3 separate regions of the Sus scrofa genome follow, and all the other regions are linked to region 3. The links are chromatin contacts, called in public HiChIP or PLAC-seq maps. All regions are on one chromosome and are shown on one strand. Each heading gives the region's core, a stretch centred on a gene start, on an enhancer-like site or on the middle of the called end of the contact. The rest is flanking DNA. Distances are from core to core; before and after follow the strand shown.

The links. HiChIP or PLAC-seq counts read pairs in DNA pulled down with a chosen protein or histone mark.
Region 1: an H3K27ac HiChIP or PLAC-seq map of alveolar macrophages shows a contact between it and region 3. The contact joins the promoter of RAB8B here to the promoter of APH1B in region 3. A contact is called at or near these places in 8 of 47 Hi-C or Micro-C datasets (alveolar macrophages, blood, heart right ventricle and 3 more) and 2 of 2 datasets of contacts at active chromatin or transcription factors (alveolar macrophages and skeletal muscle).
Region 2: an H3K27ac HiChIP or PLAC-seq map of alveolar macrophages shows a contact between it and region 3. The contact joins the promoter of CA12 here to the promoter of APH1B in region 3. A contact is called at or near these places in 7 of 47 Hi-C or Micro-C datasets (alveolar macrophages, blood, liver and 4 more) and 2 of 2 datasets of contacts at active chromatin or transcription factors (alveolar macrophages and skeletal muscle).

The regions. Positions count from the first base shown.
Region 1 is chr1:108,838,345-108,841,850 of Sscrofa11.1, reverse strand. RAB8B (ras-related protein Rab-8B) reads left to right here and starts at 1,629. Exons shown (of 8, transcript XM_001929029.7): 1 at 1,629-1,851. The coding sequence starts at 1,728.
Region 2 is chr1:108,647,824-108,651,529 of Sscrofa11.1, reverse strand. It overlaps CA12 (carbonic anhydrase 12), which reads right to left and starts at 2,253. Exons shown (of 10, transcript XM_021094165.1): 1 at 2,033-2,253. The coding sequence starts at 2,117. The region is part of intron 5 of APH1B (gamma-secretase subunit APH-1B); the gene reads left to right. LOC110260967 (a long non-coding RNA gene) reads left to right here and starts at 2,243. Exons shown (of 2, transcript XR_002344615.1): 1 at 2,243-2,376.
Region 3 is chr1:108,761,968-108,765,392 of Sscrofa11.1, reverse strand. APH1B (gamma-secretase subunit APH-1B) reads left to right here and starts at 2,114. Exons shown (of 7, transcript XM_021094173.1): 1 at 2,114-2,380. The coding sequence starts at 2,268.

The sequences.
Region 1 (3,506 bases), core at 380-2,879, 77 kb before region 3:
GGACTTTAAAATTCCTAACCCTAGCTTCTCTTATGAATTTCAGTTCTTTGCCACATCAGTGTGTTCTTTTAAAAAATTTTTTTGGCCATGCCCACGGCATATGAAAGTTCCCAGGCCAGGGATTAAATCCACGCCATTGCAGCTACCCAAGCTGCTGCAGTGACAACACCACATCCTTAACCCGCTTTAGCACAAAAGAATTCCCAAGTCAGTGGGTTCTTATTCATACAGAGAGAGAATGCCAATGATTGTGTGTAGCTAGAGCAACTACAAGTTATTTTAATCACTACATATTTTATAAAAGAAAGAAGATTCCCGTGGTCTTTGAAGGGTTTTTTTTTTCCTCCCCTCTTTTCCAGAACGAAGAGGAAGGTATAGTACTGAGCTGTCCACATTTCTTCGGCCTTGGCTGAGGCCAGATTCACAGACGTGTTCAAGAACTGGCAGGGGCAGGGAGGCTCAGCCTGTGCCAAAAGGCAGAATCCCTCCTCATTAGGGGTTGGGTTTCTGCCACTAGTGAGTGAGAGAGGCCTGGACCCATACATTCACAAAACAAAGAATAATAGTCTAAGACAGTAAATAAAGGATTAAGTTGGGTATAACAGAAGGCTGCTGTCCTCCATTTGTCATCCATTAAGAGAGAACCACAGAAGGCTGAAGAAGGTAACCATCATCACCGACATTTCTACAATGCCTTGAGGATTTCAAAGTGCTTTCACATTCAGTACCTCACTTATTTTTTTCCTACAACCCTATGAAACAGCTTGTTTTTTCAGATGAGAAAACTGAGGTGCAGAGAGCCTGTGTGTTGGTAAGCTGCTGAAACAAGACAAAATCCAAATCTTATCCTCTAGATTCTCATGTTCGTAGTTCCTCTATTGCACGATGCTTGCAATTTTATAGGGCAAGACCTGTAACAGAAGCCTTAAAAATTTCATTTCCCCGATTTTTTTTTTTTTTTTTTTTTGGTCCATCCTGCTGCGGGTGGTGGGGGAGTGGGGTAAGCGGTATGCACAGCAGATCCTCTAAATTACCCACTGTACTTGGTTCTGCTCTGGAGGCGTAAGGAGAACAGGAGTGGGGTTCAAGTTAGAACGGCAACCATTCTTTTCAAGCTCTATAACTGAGGGTCTGCAGGAGAGGGCTTAGACGTGGTGCTGGGCAGGAACTGCAGGAAAAGCCAGATAAGGCGCTCTGCAGATAATCCACAGGCTGCGCCACGGCAGCGTGAAGGAGAGAAAGCATCTCAGTTCTGGGTCCCAGTAGAAGAGATGAGGGAACCGAAGGACTCCGATTCCGAGGTCCTGGAATTGAAAGGCGCTGGCACACAAAGAATAGACGAAGTTAAGTTCCGGTGGCGCGACCTGCGGAGTTGGAAACCTGGCCTCACATCTTAGCTCAAGTGGAAACGCCTAATCCCCAATCATCCCGCCCAGAACGGATCTTCTTTTTATCCTCTGGGGGCCCGGGGACAGCCTGCCGGGGGAACGCCCGTAGCTCCTCAAAGAACTACAGATCCCATACAGCATGGGGGCACCGGCGGTGATGACGAAAACCCCGAGGATTGGTCACGAGGGGCGGGGCGCGCAGGCCGTCTCCGAGGAAGGGGGCGGGGAGAGGGGCGGGGCGATCGGTGGCTCAGCGGGCACGCCCCCTGGCCCGCGGCACCCTCCCCGCCTCTCTCTGCCGCTCCTTTCGCTCCCCGGTCAGAGGGCCGGAGAGAGAAGATGGCGAAGACGTATGATTATCTGTTCAAGCTGCTGCTGATCGGCGACTCGGGCGTGGGCAAGACCTGCCTCCTATTCCGCTTTTCCGAGGACGCCTTCAACACCACCTTCATCTCCACCATCGGTGAGGGAGGGGACGCGGCCGGGGACGGGGAGTGAGAAATGGGGGGCGGGTGCGAGGGGCCGAGAGCGTGCGGGGGGGTGGCTCGGGAGCCCCAGGGAGGGGACCCTGGGAACGGCAGGGCGGCGAGGTCCGTGGGAAAGGGGCAGGCGGGGACATGAGCTGGTGTGTGGGGGGAGAGGTTGAAGGGAGGAACTTGGGGGTAAAGGAAGGGGAAGGGGAACCAGAGGAACAGGACTAGGGGTATTTGGGGAAATGAGAGAGTTGGGAGTGTGACAGGGAGGCGTCTTAGAGGGACAAAGTGTGTGGGGGGGGCACACAGGAAACCTCCTGGAGAGAGATAAAGGGTAGTGGGTGTGAAACGGATTGAAAGACAGGAAGGAGGAAGGAAATGTGAAGGGGGAAATGAAGGGTTAGGGGAATGGGAATGGGAGGTCCATGAAGTAAAGGGACAGAGGACACAAGGGACAAGAGAGGTGAGAACCTGGGAATCCGAGCAGGATTCAGGGGAATGAGTGATCAGGAGGTGAGCGATGAGGGGCACTGGTTACAAGAAATCTGGTCAGAGATATCATGGGAAGGGGCAGAAGAAAACTGCAGGTAGGAGAAGAGTTTAGGACACCAGAGGACAGAATAGAATGAGGATACTTGTTGGAGAAAGTAAAGGAGAGCTGAGTGTGAAACAGAAAGGAAAAAGGGAAGCAGAATATACAGTAGAGAGGCTGAGTGGAGCAGAGATGGGAAAGGGTGAGGAAATGGAGAGTAGGACTTTCTCCAGTAACTGGGAGCACTGGTTACCATTTTCTCTCTTTGGATAAAGTGCAGGAGAAAGAGCAGAAAATGACGAGTAATGGGATACTGTCTATGGAGTTTTAAATTATTCTGTGAGTGTTAAATCAGCATTAAGAGAATTGGTGACTTTGGGAATGGTGTGGTCAGGAACATTTGGTTCATTCCTTCACTATCTCCTGAGAAGCTGTACTTGACAATTTTCAAAATTCTTAGCCTTGAAGGTTTAGTAACTTCTCAGCTGAGGAATTGATCTTAGGTTCTATCTGCATCCCTGTACATTTTCCTTTGGTTTTAGTTATTACTTGCTAAATGGATCACAACATGCCATATACCCCCCAGTTACTTTCAGTTGATTCTGATTTTTCCAGTCTTGGCCAGGAGCTGTCCTTCCTACTTTTTCGAAGATGTATTCAGGTAACAGGATCTCTTAACTTAGTGTAAACTGAAGAAGAGCAAATCAGAGCTGGTTTTCTGCCTATTCAAGTGACCTGCTCCTTAAGAATGGTAGCTCTTGGTTGTCTGGTTGATGTTTGTGGCTTCTTTTTTTATTTTTTTTATTTTTATTTTTTTTGCTATTTCTTGGGCCGCTCCCTCGGCATATGGAGATTCCCAGGCTAGGGGTTGAATCGGAGCTGTAGCCACCGGCCTACGCCAGAGCCACAGCCAGAGCCACAGCAACGCGGGATCCGAGCCGCGTCTGCAACCTACACCACAGCTCACGGCAACGCCGGATCCTTAACCCACTGAGCAAGGGCAGGGACTGAACCCACAACCTCATGGTTCCTAATCAGATTCGTTAACCACTGCAGGAACTCCTGTTTGTGGCTTCTAATGGTAGCTCAGTTAAGCATCTTTCAAATGATTCT
Region 2 (3,706 bases), core at 1,004-3,503, 110 kb after region 3:
ACAATGCTCCTTTCCAAGAAGGTCATCTGTTCATCTGGAAACCTGGGAGGCTCAGCTGGATGCCTGTTAGAACCTGCAGACCCAGCTTATACTAGTGAGGGAGAGTGTCCTGGGTGCTTGCAGAGGAAATGCTATTTCCAAAGATCCAGGTCAGGTGTTCAGGGTCCTGCCTGCTTCCTTTCCTGGGTGTTAGAATCTTCTCAGAGTAACCAACATTCATCCGGGCAGCCCAAGACTGCCCAGCTCTCTACATCAGGTTTAGGTAAAGCAGGTGCCGCAGAATTCATTGAAATGTTGCCCTACAGCAACTAAGAATTCCAAGGTTGTTTCTGGAAGATGTTTTGACTTCACCCTACTATGCTCCCTTCCTCCCTAACCCTGAAGTTCACCAATGCCAACAGCTGGATGTTTAAGTGCTCCAGGCAAAGGGCAGACCACATGCTCACTCCAGGGCCCAGCTTAACCCCACCCCCACCCTGAACCTGGGGTTACTGCTGATACTCTACACCTCAGTGATTTTTGCTTTTGACCTTGTAACCTGAGGCAATTAAAAATTCAAGAAAACTGCCTGAGGAGTAACAGAATAAAAGCTGTGTTCTTAGAATCAAGGAGTAAGCAGGCTGGCTACTCAGTGGGGGATGAAAGCAGTTTTATTTTTTTTTATTTTATTTTTTTTAAATTACAAAGTTCCCAAAGCCCAAGAGAAGGGCAAGGAGGAGGGGGAGGGGGGGAGCAATGGAAGCAGAGGGGATTTTCTGCTCACCCCCCCCCCCAATCTCCTCTTGGAGCTAAAAGGGAGGTTTCTAGTGAAAAGGGAATACATGCTAAAGTTCGCAGTTTTAAAAATTAATTTCCACATTTCTGTAACTCCTTTCTCCCACCTACTGTCTATTTCTCCCAGCTAGAGGAGGGAGATACTACCAAACATATCATGCCAGGTGGGTGGGCTCCAAGTGAATTAAGAGGGACAGCAAAGCTGCCTACACAGCCGGGCTCCCCCTGCAGCCTGCCCCTAGCTCCTCACCCCCTACCCCCTCCTCCCCACCCCCAACCCCTGGGCACCATATCCTCCAAGAGGAGAGGGCTGAGGGGAGGGGCCCCAGCCTGGGAGGATGAATTTTCAGCCAAACTAGTCATTTGGGGCCCTTTTATAAATGTTTCAACCTAGCCTGAGTCCAGGAATGGTCACACCTACAAATGTCCTTACAACTTGGGGCAAACTCTGTCAAGGTCAGGAGCCACCATCCATCACTCTAAGTTTCCACAAGTCACCATCTACTCCCCCAGAAAAGCACTCACCCAACTGTGGAGAGGCAGGGAAAAGCCTTGACCTTGGCTCCTCACCTGCAACTCACCACCCAGACCTGAGGCCCCTCCACCCCCTCCTGCTACTGGCTGGGCACCACCAGCCTCCAGCCCTTCAGGATTAAAAGCCCTAATTACACTCAGAAATAAGGCGTGTATGCTCGCCTGACTGCACGTACACACACGTGGACCTTCAGAATAGTAGAGCCCTTCTGGAAGAAAACAATGATTACAGATAGGATGCATCACCCCTTTGACTTGGAGGTAAAACTTAATGGTAAAGAGTCTCTTCTCCAAAGAATAGCACCCACCTCTGGGCAAACCCACCCTGGTAAAGAAGCGGCTCAGAATCCCCCAGTCACTTCACCATCTGCACGTGGATCAGCGCGGGGGCACAATATTTTAAATCCTGGTTCTCCTTCTCCTCCCCACTTAGCAAATTCCCAAAGCCACCTCTCCAGAGCTGCGGGGGCCGGGGGGGGGGGTGTGCTCCGAGAACACAGGAACGTGCCCCCCCCCACCCCGCGCCCCCCAAACCAGAGTTGATCCTCCATTCCAAAGGAAAACGAAGCATCCCTTGTAAAAAACGTGCTATTTGAGGCCATGCAGGTCCTTCCCGGCTCCCCGCAAATAGTTTTACTTTATTATTAAAAAGCCCTGTGGGAAATCTTTTCAGGTGTGACTTGGCGCTCGAGATTGTTAGCAAAAAAAGAGGCAGGAACTTTACCGTTGAGTGGGGCTGGGCTGGAAGGCTGTTCCTTTAAGACCAGGAGCAGGAGGACGGCAGCCGCGTGTAGGTTGCGGTGGGGCATCTTCAGGCGGCTTCTCGGGGCCAGACGCGGGCTGCCGGCGGCTGGGCTCCTCACTCTCCGTCTCGGGCTCTGGGGTCGGCGGGGCTCGCACGGGAACCTCGTGCGCACGGCCCGGGCGCCCTGCAGAGCACGTCTGTTCTTTGGGCTCCTGGCTCCCCGCCGGCTGCTTTTATGGAGCGACCCAGCCCCAAACACATGATGTCATCCGGTAGGGGGGAGAACGCCCTGCCTACAGGAGGTCTGGTGCCCCAGTTCCAAGGTGAGTTGTAACCCTGACTTCAGCGGCTCCCGCACCGGGCAGCGGCACCGCGCTCCTCCGGCCGGGGCTGACCTGGGAACCCAGTTCTCGGTAGAAGCCGCGGGCAGGAGTGGGAGAGATCCGCCTGCCTCAGCCCCATCCGGGAGGATGCGTGTAGGGACGCCACGGCCTTGGTCTTTCACTGTCCTTACTGAGAAGCCCCCTAGGTACAAGGCCATCTGGACAAGAGCCTCTTTCTGGGTCCCAGTCGTGTGCCTACCTGGACTGGGCACATCTTAGGGGACTGGACGAGGCAGCTGCGCGGGGGAGGGGGCTGCATTCAAATTCAGAATTTCTGCGGACTCTACAGCGCGTCCTTCTAAGATCTTACCCCCGAAATTTAACGCAAAGAAATTAATGGGTCAATATCACAGTGAAATAGAAATATAGATAAATAGAATAAATAACTAGAAGAACTTTACTAAGCGGTTAGACTTTCCTCTCATAAGAGATAAGTCGACAAGGCTCATAATAGTTCGTACTATCAATCCGTTCTCTAGGAAGCTGGGGTAGGGGGCTTCTCTGGGGTAGCAGTGGATGAAAAGGACTTACATTGAATATTGAGCACCTTAGTTGGTGTAAGGCTCTGTACCAGGCATTTTGCATCTTGGTTTAGATCAGAGTCTGAGTTCTGTTTCCAGGGAATATTAGCATCACCTGTTGCTCATTTCTGCCCACTTTCCTCACACATCTGTATTCTTTTGTATTTCTTATAGGACTGGATGTAAAGATGTATTTACACCCTATACCAGTGGTTCTAATCCCCTCTGTATTTAGTCCATGTTCAGTTGTTACCTCAAAGGTCTTAACACACTGCTGCCCCCAGCACTCACTAAATCTTCCTGCTGCTGTTACTGCTGCCTGCTCTTCCCACTACCGTGCTTCTGGCTTCCTTGGGCCTTCAGAACCTGTCTGCCCTGCTCCCCTTGTGGGCTCTGTCTCCTTCCTGCTCTGTGACCCTGCCTGTTCTCTCGGCTCCCTGCTGCCTACAGATCACATGGTCTGCTGAAGGCTGCCCAACCCCAGCCCTGGTACATGAACCCTGGTTTGGTGACCTGGACCATCTTGCTCTCTCCTCTTGGCCATGGCGACCTGACCAGCCTCACCTCTCTCAGGTCTGTGCTGACCCTTAAGTGGCCTCTCAGGCTGGCCTCAGTGACCAGTGAAGCCACTTTTGTCTGTAGTTTTGGAGGAATAGATCAGCTTTTCTGCTTGAAAGCCTCCAGGAAGCACGTGCCACCCACATTTCAAGGAGCGCTACTGTCCTGTCCCTATCTGCTCAGCTTTTGTT
Region 3 (3,425 bases), core at 865-3,364:
GGAATAAAATAATAAGCTGTCTTCTGAAGTCATGGCAGTAATTGTAATTAAAAAGAAGAATAGTTGCTATAATTGATTATGAAATTTAGCTCCAAGCTTCCTGGGAATCAAGTTAAAACTTGCATATGCTAAGTTAGCTCTCATGCTGAGTATATGTATGCACTTGTCAGGAGAAACACTTTTTTCTAGCCCTGAACTCAAACAGTAAATTCGAGATATTGAATAACGATAATGATAGTTTTATGAAATATCCAAGAAAAAAATGTAGATGACCATTTTTTTACCCAAAAAAAAATGTGTTCACCTGTTAGTGGGTATCTAGCCAAAAGACACAGCCACGCCAAAGATCAGGAGAAGGAAGGGCTTATTACTTGCAGCAAATAAGGAAAACACTGGTGATTTTTCCCAAAGCGGGGTCTCCCCAAACAGCAAAACTGGGGAAGTTTTAAGCTAAAGGTACATGAGTATTCATGAAGGGGCTTGAGCAGAGGAGAATTCAGCATAGAATTGGGGGAAAGGTGGACAGAATCTAAGCTTTGGTTGATTATTAATTACTGAGACCCGTTCAAGGACAAACACTGTAGTCAGGTTTAGATCACAAGAAGGCTTGGGCCAAAAACGGCTTTTCTTATGTTCATAAAGTCATGCCTGGTTCTCTCTCTCTATCTCCTTACAATGTCTTTAATTAAAAATACTAATTTACCCCAAGGACATAAGTACATTGGGCATTCATGAAGGCATTTCTGTATGGAGCTGAAATAATGTAATTGCATTTGACAACTTTGATTCAGGATAGAACCAAAAGAATCTATCCAATGATGAGTCACTATCACTTTATTTAAAAAAATTTTTTTTAATGAATAGCTTTATTTTTTCATTTTTTAAAGTTTTTTGGAAGTTTAGTTGATTTATAATGTGATAGAGTCACTATCACTTTCAACTGTTGTCTCAACCTGAGTTACTTAGTAGGTGCTGGTCAAAACATTTCAAAATGAAGAAATACTGTGTAGAGTAAGAGGAAAATATATATGTCTGTTTCAAACAAAGCTGACATTTTACCATAAAAATTAAATACTTGTATTATGTGAAGGCCCATTTTCAGAGATGACCACAAAACATCTTCAGTCAGGGCCCCAGCTTTTGTCTTTTCAGTGTTGATTTTCAAGAGCTTTATTCAGGATAGGCATTAAAGATGGGTAGGAATGGCTGATACTTGCATAGCACTTAACATGTGGCGCAATCCTCAAAACTACCCATGAATTATTATTGTTATTATCCCCACTAGACATGGAGATAAATCTTAGATAAAATGACCAAGGAAATTAACCTTCTGGTTTTATTTTGTAAACCTTTCAGAAATTGTTACTGTAGCAAATGTTTGTAAGTTCCATTTTTAAAATTATTTCATTCATTGAACAGTTATTTAGTGAGCATCTTCTAGGTGCTGTGGAAACAACGGAGAACAAAACAAAGACCTTGCCTTCCAAAAGTTTACATTTTAATGGGGGAGGCAAGCGAGCAAGTAAAAACCAAGCAAGGAGATGTTGCTGTAATTACAGGGTGATCAGAGAATGCCTTAAAAAACACCTTTAAGACACGGCAGGAGCGAGGAACAAATAAAACCAGCTCAACAAAACAAGCTCTTACCCTGAGGGTTAGCGCCTGGGTCACCGCTATCCCAAGCTTGGGTTTTGTACACAGTTGCACGAAGTTCCCCCAACATTACAGATGGCAAAATGTGCTTTAAAAAAGACTCCTCTGTTTAGAAATGGGATCCTATCTACCTGCTGTGCGAAGTTTTTCTTTAGTTGATCTGGAATTTCCCCCTATCCTGGCACCAAAGCAGTTTGGAGACCCCCCCCTTCTTTCAGCCATCTCGCGGCCAATATCCTGGGCCTGATGGATGGTGTACTTGTGGCCGGGGCGGGGGTCGGGACGCTACAGTTCGTCCTACAAAGCCGCGCAGACAGCAGGAACTGCTTTGCCTCCAGGTCTGCCAGCCCGGAGGTGAAGCGCGCCTCGAGCCCGGGCGCCGGGGTCCCTCTGGCGCTCACGGCTTCGCCCCGCCTCCGGGCCCTCGCCCCGCCTTCTGTTCCTCCGACGCGCCACGCCCCAACGCCGCTCACGGCCACGCCCCGCCTCCCGTCCCTCCGCCGCGCCCTGCTTGCAGCCGCTCTCCTGCCCCGCCCTCACCCCGCGCTCAGCTCTATCAGCGCTCAGCGCCCCCAAGTCCCCGCCCGGCCCCCGGGTCGGCTTTTGCTGTCGCCATGACGGCGGCCGTGTTCTTCGGCTGCGCTTTCATTGCCTTCGGGCCTGCTCTCGCCCTCTACGTCTTCACCATCGCCACCGAGCCGTTGCGCATCATCCTCCTCATCATTGGGTAAGGTGGTTGCGCCAGGAAACCCAGACCCGGGGTTCCCCTCCCCCGCTGGGGTACCGGCAGTACTTGGCGTTCCCTCCAAACGACTTGACCTCGATAGGCTTTGGAGGGGAGAAGGATTGGGAGGGGGAGAGCGGAGACCCATCTCCCCTGGGACTCTTCGCCTGCGACCCCAGAGGGCGAGCTCAGAGGGAGAGCACATCACACCGTAGGTCTCAGAAAAACCCCTACGCTTGTCTCCCGGGTGTGCTTTAATAAGTCATACATTAAAACTGTATTAAAAATTGTGGATAAGTTCAAATATTCATCTTTTATTCATTTGGAGAGGGGAGGTCCCTAGTTTCCCTCAGATTCTAACAGGCATTTGTAATCCCAAGCAAGAACCCTTAAGCACCTGGGCGTCAGGTGTTTTAAGATATCCGCGATGCTCAGCTCCTACCTCTATTAACTGAATCGGAAGGTCAGGGGCCTGGGATTCGGACTACGGAATTTTTTAAAGCGTCCCAGGTGATTCCCCGGTTCAGCCAAAGGGTAGAAACGTGGGGAAACAACACCGCACCTGTAGTACATCTCCCTGCAGGAGCTTGGTCAACACCGAACTCTCGTAGCGATTGTGGTCATAATCTCCGTTTTCACCTGTCTGGCAGCTCTTGGGCTCCCCAGAGTGTCGCTTGGCCAGGCGATACCAGTGATTGCCACCTTTTCTGACCTTCTTGAAAGTGCCTCATCACAAGTGTCATTTAAAAAACAATAGTGATTTGGGTAAAAGTTCTGTAACCCTTGTTATAATCATTAAAATCCACAGGAATGTTGTAGAAACCAGGCCTGGAAAACTGATCTAGATCAGAGCATAGGTTTTCAACCTCGATTTTAAAGCCAGCCAGTCACTCTGTTAATAGAGATGCAGACATTTGTTTGCACATCAGTGGGCAAAGCTTTAATAAGGAAGTGGAGCAAATAACCAAGTTTCCAGCCAGACAGCACTTGGCAGATAGTCTGCAGCAGTACTTAGAAATAACAGAGTCACTGAAAAAGTGATTTTTAG